2 separate regions of the Hordeum vulgare genome follow, and region 2 is linked to region 1. A link is a contact called in public Hi-C data. All regions are on one chromosome and are shown on one strand. The core of a region is the stretch at or near the end of the contact, and the rest is flanking DNA. Distances in the headings are between cores, read along the strand shown.

What was found. Hi-C and Micro-C count contacts between places; a contact is called where the count stands out from the background.
Region 2: a Hi-C map of leaf shows a contact between it and region 1, with 5 times the contacts expected there. The contact joins the promoter of LOC123443683 here to the promoter of LOC123439890 in region 1. A contact is called at or near these places in 1 of 6 Hi-C or Micro-C datasets (leaf) and 1 of 1 datasets of contacts at active chromatin or transcription factors (embryo).

What each region holds. Positions count from the first base shown.
Region 1 is chr3H:296,429,418-296,433,353 of MorexV3_pseudomolecules_assembly, forward strand. It overlaps LOC123439890, which reads left to right and starts at 1,472. Exons shown (of 2, transcript XM_045116513.1): 1 at 1,472-1,642; 2 at 2,724-3,936. The coding sequence starts at 2,792. The coding sequence ends at 3,223.
Region 2 is chr3H:296,927,311-296,931,131 of MorexV3_pseudomolecules_assembly, forward strand. LOC123443683 (DEAD-box ATP-dependent RNA helicase 15) reads left to right here and starts at 1,289. Exons shown (of 13, transcript XM_045120182.1): 1 at 1,289-1,353; 2 at 1,439-1,493; 3 at 1,589-1,709; 4 at 1,808-1,908; 5 at 2,783-2,955; 6 at 3,042-3,273; 7 at 3,404-3,522. The coding sequence starts at 1,594.

The DNA.
Region 1 (3,936 bases), core at 222-2,721:
TTTTGTTTCTGTTTCTTATCTGAAGTTACACTGTAGTGTATCAACTCAAGAACCTTGTGAATTTACTGGTCTATCACTTTAACCTTCAACCTGATGCACTCAAGAACCTTATGAATTTACTGGCCCATCACTTTAGCCTTCAACCTGATGCTAGTGCATTCCTGCATGATTAATTTATCGCATCAGTTTTGTGGTGGTGCTTGAAGGAGCGTGGTTGTCTCTCTGAATCTCTCTTGACGGATGCTAACGCTAACAGAGTATTACTTTGTGCGCAGGAATCGTGCAAAACGCCCACACCAGCGTCCATGTTGACACACAAGACGCAGCTTGACATGGCCGCTGCCGATTCTGCCGGCTGCCACCGGGACGCGATCCTCACCCTAGCATCCGTCAACTTGTCGAGCCAATGGTTGATATCGGCCAGCAGAGACGGCGCAGTCAAGGTGTGGAAATAGCTTCTTCGGCCCGGTTAGGGAGGGGTATGCTGTCGCCGTCCCACGATGGCAAGCAGAGGCCCCCTTGGTGTACATACGCCTTATTATGACACAATATATATCACGACTCACTGTTGTACAGATGACGATGATGTTAATCAATACAAAACTAGAGGTTGCCATGTATCTATCCTGTGGTAATTTGGGTTAAGCATAGTAACAAGTTGTTTGTTGATAGCATATTTTACAAGATCACCATTCATTTAGGATTTGGCATCAGATTAACATAACATGAAAAGAAGGATGATTTCTGATGCAGTTAGTACTTGTCAAATATTACCTCTTTTTCTTTTCCTAAATACAAGATGTTTTAGAGATTTCAATATGACCTACATACTGAGATGTAAATAGACGTATTTTAGAGTATACATTCACTCGTTATCCTTCGTATGTTGTCCATATTGAAATATCTAAAAGGTCTTATGTTTACGAACGGAGGGTGTATTAAAAAAATCGAGGACAGGTGGTATTGCTTATTTTGCATGTTTTGCCTTGGCGCTTTTGAGGTTAAAATTTTATATGCATGGTACTAGATGATACACCGGTAAGGCGTTCTAAGGGATGAGGAGGAACTCACGATTTTAAGGGACGAGGAGGAGCTTGCGATTTCCGGTCTGCCCGATCTGCTGACGCATGTGACGGACTAGGAGTCTTTGTGTTTTCTCTAAAACAAAGCACAGGCGTTCCCAGTTGCAACGAACATATTCTTTTGCTACCGGATATAAAAAATAATGCATAATGACACATGAAGCATGTTGTGTTCTTTTTTTTGCCCGATGCAACGCACGGTCATTTGTACATTTATACTAGTTCCATTAATCCATGCTTAAAGAATAGATGACGGTTGTCATATGGAAACCCACGTCGGTTCCTGGTGCCTTCTCGAACGCACATCTTTTTACTTGATACCTTTGTAACTCTATATATAGATATACTCATTATTAATAAAGATTAAATATTCACTTTTACATCTCGTTTTCATTTAACACGTTATCAACACGCTCTCCAGCGGAGGGATTTCACGACGGCCTCGACCATAAACAACACGGAAGCGGTGATCGGCGCAGGTCTCCAGCCGACGCATGGCCGCATCAGCCCCGACCTCCCGCATGGCCGCATCAGCCCGAGGCATTCACGGCTCACACAAGGCGAGTCTTTCGATCTGGGAAGAAACCAGATGCAAATACTAATTCTGTATCTTAATTAATACATCAATCAGGATAGTCAATTCCGATTTCGTTCCTGCACGAAGTAAGCACTACCTGCAGGGCGTCTTTTCAATGTCGTCCATGGCCCTCACGGCGCTCCCTCGGCCAGGCTCTTCGCGGCGGCATCCTTCGGCACAGTTGCTCCCAGCGTTGCACCCCGAGACGGTCGTGGATCACGGCCCCCACGTGAATGCACTCTGATTCTGATCACGGCCCCGGTGTGGATGGACTTTAATTTTGCATCCTTAGGCCTCGATTTCGCGCGGAGGGATTCAGGAGATTTTGAGAAGAAAATTCTTGAAAGAGCCAGAAACCTCACAGAACCTTGGACGCCCATTTGGTAAAAGAGGTTTGATTAGCCGAATCCCCTTCGTTCCCCTTCAATCCCTTCCTATCTATGTGTTTCATGATCCTCCTCGAGGGACTGGTGCAAGCAAAACCCTAAGGATTTGACTGGATTGGATGAAATGAAGGGATTTATTAAATCCCCTCAAATCCCCTCCTCCCCAAACCTCCCCAATCCACTTCTACCAAACAAAGCCTTACCTGTTTCGGCCAGCCGCCTAACGCACAGCTGCGGCAGCTGCCAACGGCCGGTGTCCGGCAAGGCGACACCCTCAGGCGATGCGGCGAAGACCTCCGACGTATTGCCTACTTGTCAGCGACCCTGTACTACCTACTTGTCAGCGACCCTGCCGTTGTTGCTAAAGATGCACAGGAACGGGAGAACAAGGAGGAGAGCGACCAGTTGACTCGTGGGCCGACAGACCGGCTTGCAAGCCCATACTGGGCCGTTAAGATGGGTGTATCGTTTCCATTATAAGCCAGTGCCTAGCTAGTACCTGGGTGGCGAACGGCGGACGACTTCGGCCAAGACAGAACGCATGTGTGTAGCTGTGTTGGTGGTTGGGCGGATGTTCTACTTCGATTCTTAATTCTATTATAGATCTAAGCATGTTCCTCGCATCTGGTACTCAAAGCTTTTGATCGTGGAGATTCCTCACCACGACTACATGTACAGATTTCGCGAAGTCGGTCGACCGCAAGTTTAAGGTGCAAGGCGAGGAGATCATAAAATTTGTCAGTCGGATGCTCAAGGACACCACTGCAGCTCTTGACGGCCTCATCTTTGCGCGGATCGATGGCGCCAGGGCCGAGCTCAGCCTCGACGTCGAGCAAATTCGGGCGGAGCTCGAGCGCGGCAACAAGGAGGAACCCTTTGGCAAGCGGGCGAGTTCGTCGGCAGGCAAGGAGGTTGGGGACGGCCGTGAAGCTCTCGCGGCAAATCCCCTTGGCTTCGACAAGTCCCATTGGGGGAGGGTACATCATGTTTATGTGCCTCCTCCGGTCAGAGGTGCACGTGATTCTGGTTCTCCCCGTGATTTTTTTTCTCCTCATGAGCATGTTGCTTCTGAAATGTCTGACGCATACCAACTTGTGCCTCGCATGAAATTGCCTCGTTTCGACGGCGCGAACCCACGTCTATGGCAATCTCGATGCGAGCATTATTTCAAGCTCTAGGGTACCCCTGCATCGAGATGGATTTCGTTCGCCACTTCTCAGTTTGAAGGCACAGCCACGCGATGGTTGGAAGCAGTGCAACGCCGTTCACCAAATTTGCTTTGGCCAGAGTTCTGTCACTTGTTGATGCAGCGGTTTGGTCGCAACCAACAGCAATCTCTGGTTCAGCAGATGTTCCGCATTGCTCAGGAGTCCACTGTGGCTGATTATGTGGAGCGTTTCAGGAGTCTACTGTGGCTGATTATATGGAGCGTTCCGCTGAATTGTATGACCAACTCTCCGCTTGTGCACAGATGCCTGATAGCTTGTATTACACTACTCGGTTCATTGATGGGTTGCGACCATGGGTGCGTATGTCTGTGGCATTACACAAACCACAAGACCTAGATACTGCTTATGATCTGGCACTGCCCCATGAAGAATTGAGTGACACCGGTTAATTGAGTTTTCCTGCCAAAAAGTCCCTATCAACCACCAAATCTGCACCGGGTGCTCAGCTGGGCACTGATCGAAGGTTTGCTGAAGTGGGTAAAACTGTTCCATCTGAGGACAAATGGAATGCTCTGCGTTCATACAGGAGATCAAAGGGGCTTTGTTTCACTTGTGGAGAAAAGTGGTCTAAGGACCATCAATATAAGGCTTCAGTTCAACTTCATGTTGTGCAGGAGATGATCGAGCATATACAGAGTAACGAACAACTTCACCAAGAATGC
Region 2 (3,821 bases), core at 39-2,538, 500 kb after region 1:
CGCGAGGTGGAAGGAGGAGATGCAGCTGTGGTGGTGCCTAGAGTGCACACGGATTTTATGGCAGCTAGGTTTTCCTAATTAGGCACGGATGCATGTCTATTTATAGGGAGGGAGTCTAGGCTTAGGGTTTTAGCTCATTTTCGGGCCTTTGGATCTTGATCTGACAATGTTTTCCAAATACCGAAACGTCCAAGAATTAAACCGACTATAGTGTCGCTATATGTTTAATGTTCGGGTATCAAACAACCTGTGAATGTGATGAAATTTGGCACGCGGTCTATCTACACTATATTAGAACCGCACGCCAACTTTCGACCCATTCTCAGAAAGTTTTGTACATGCTTTTAAAACAATAATTTAATGATGCCGTGGGCGCATGCGTGTGTGGTTGGTCTCAGGATGGTTGAGGTCGAGAACGGAGAGAACCGACAACTACAAACGGATGCAAGTTTTTGAAAACTAACGACAAGAGAGTGTCAATGCTATGCAGATGATGCGCATGATGAATGCGACAACCAAATAGATCACACGACGACAACAGAATAAAACGGAAATCTTCGGAAGCGTCGGTCTCGGGCTGTTACAAAATGATCGCGGCTTCGCAGACGACGAGAGTTTTGTGCAAATACGAAACATTTTCCGAGACACCCACTTAAAATGGGACTACGAGTTCAATTATCAAAAAGTACAAGGATTTTTTTACATAAATGCCGCAACGGTGAGCGGATGGAAGCGGCGATAGATGCTTAATTATTAGGTAAAAATACATTATGTGTTGAATAGTAATTTTACATCATCAAATATACATAATTTGTTGGAGTTGTGTATTTTCTTGGTGTAAAAACATTTTTAGTGATGTTTAGTGGGTTTATGAGGGTTTTTTACATCTTCAAATATATAGGTCATTTATTGAAGATGCTCTTATAAACGTGCATGCTGACGGTAAACCAACTTGTGGTTGAAAGGTTAGAGAAATATTGGTATTACAAGTCCATCAATGTTTAAATCCTCGTGCTTGCATTAATTTTAGATTTATTTCAGGATTTTCAGCGACACGTTTTTAGTGCAAGGAGACATTTTTATCAACGACAAAACATCTAAAATGACTTCGTAAATTTTAAAATGATATATCGGTTTAATCTTTTTTCGACGATGCTTATATAGAGAGGTATAATGTGTATCTGCGTGTATATGATATGCCGGCACGCGTGACACGTTTAAGAATGGCCGGCCCACGGGTCCAACCCGTCTTGTTGCGACAAATCCTCAAACAGAGCACACCCAAGTTCTGTGCCCCCTCCCGCATAGTCGCAGCAGTCCCTAATAGAGTACCTAGGTCGTACGCCCCAAGAGGCAAGAACCCTAGATCCCGAATCCAATACAGCACGCGTTTAATCCCTGCGCATGCAGCCTTAAACTCTGATTTCTCTCTTTGCAGCCCTCTCGCCCGAAATACCACGGCTCTTCCTCTCTTCCTTGTCTGAGATCCTGAGGTTGGTGCTTTTGTGGCTGCTGTTGCGATGCTAACTTTGTTGGATTTGCGTGGGTTCGTGTCCCGCGGTGCTTAACCACTGTTCGCTATGCGCAGCCGGGATGGGAGAAGCCAAGGACAACGAGGTGTACGAGGAGGATCTTGTCGACTACGATGAGGAGGTGGAGAACGCCGTCGACGGCGCAGCCGCCAACCCTTCCGTTGACGTCGTCAAGAAGTGCGTGCCGTCGATGCTTCTACTTTTTTACTTTTCTTGCTAGGGCTCGTGGTTGAGGGATCTTATCTCACCTGGTATGATTTGTGGTCTTTGGACAGGGGGTACGTGGGAATCCACAGCTCAGGGTTCAGGGACTTCCTGCTCAAGCCAGAGCTGCTCCGTGCGATCCAGGACTGTGGGTTTGAGCATCCTTCCGAAGGCAAGTTCTTTAAAATTTTAGAGCCACCAGAATTGGATCTACATAAATAGTACGTTGTGGACTCTTGAATTGCAATTTTTTGTTTGTTGAGCACATATAGAACTAGTTGATAAGAGTCGTAATTGCACTGCCAACGGCTATCCAATTTCATTGCTATGGATTCAGAGCTGAGACCAGCGCACTGGTTAATGATAATGACAAGAATGCTTATAGAGAGATTCAGCCAAAACTGCATTGTCAAAAAGGAGACACAGCATACAATTGTTTCTTTTGGTATAGTCATATTTGTTTCTTGTAATCCCTGTCATGGACACATCTTAGCTTTGCTTGATTAGATTGGTTGCTGAAGTTTCACCTTTTGGTCAGTAAGATTAGTATACATTCAACAGTGAATGCAAGACACACGCACAAAAAAAACTTGTTTCATTTGTTTTACTCTTCCCCGGTGCTTACTTATGAGTTACTCTGTTAGCTGAGTTGAATACATGCCCCGGGCATCAAAGCACTTATGCACTCAGTTGTTATAATAGATTTTCTATTAAGGATAGTTAACATGCTAAGAACCGAACGTGCTAGCACGATGAAGGAAAAATGCAAATCGTATAACTGGGCCAAGAACAAGATTTTTCCCCCCATGATCCAGTATTCCTAATACAAAATCAAATAAGCATATTTGAACATCCATCTTTTAGTATGTTATATTTTAGTATATCCCAATGTGACCATAAATTCTCTGTATTGCTGATGTGCAGGTATAATTTCTTCTGACATTTTCAGTCGGAGGAGAGGATATGGTAAAACTCTCCATTAGTGGGCCCAGAAGGTTAAATATTTCTCACTGGTGCTACTCCTATTTTGTTTGGCTCCACATCAGTGCAACATGAATGCATCCCTCAAGCCATTCTTGGAATGGATGTCATCTGTCAAGCAAAATCTGGGATGGGCAAGACTGCTGTTTTTGTCCTCTCAACTCTCCAGCAGATCGATCCGGTTGCTGGTCAAGTAGCTGCACTTGTGTTATGCCATACACGAGAGTTGGCATACCAGGTTGCATACATTTTTTTCAGTTTTATTCTATAAATGTCAGATATGCCTGCTGATGCTAATTGTCTTTTTTACTTAATATATTGTAGATTTGCCATGAATTCGAGAGGTTTAGCAAGTACCTGTCAGAAACTAAAGTTGCTGTCTTCTATGGTGGTGTTCACATAAAAAAACACAAGGATTTATTGAAGAATGAATGCCCTCACATTGTGGTTGGCACACCTGGAAGGATCCTAGCTCTGGCTAGAGACAAGGACCTTTCATTGAAGAATGTGAGGCATTTCATTCTTGATGAATGTGACAAGATGCTTGATTCACTTGGTAGGCTGCTGGTTCCAGGCCATTTTTCAATTTTTATGATAGTTCAGTTCACTTAAGCATAAGTTTCTGTTTACATGCCAGTTTTTCTGTAGTTCAGGGTTCTGGTATTAACCTATGTAATATTTTCCAGACATGCGTCGAGATGTCCAGGAGATCTTCAAGATGACACCCCATGATAAACAAGTGATGATGTTTTCAGCAACACTCAGCAAGGAGATTCGCCCGGTTTGCAAGAAATTTATGCAAGATGTAATGTCATGCACCTCATTTCTCTAATTCTTCTTCCTATTTAAAACCTTCCTCCTTTCTGGTGGTTATGCTCGTACATAGATAGGGGAGGTGGTAATTTGTTGTCAGTAGAGTTGCTAGTTGCTTGCTGATCATATTGATCATTTTGGTGGATTGAGTTATGCGGCTACATACATCTTGGTCTGTCAATTGGTATCTGTGCACATTCCAATGGGCTGCGACGGACTGAAGTCTTTTGTTCTCAATGTGAATTGTGAAACATTCATCAAGAACTTGAGAATTGGGGTTGGTAGGCACCA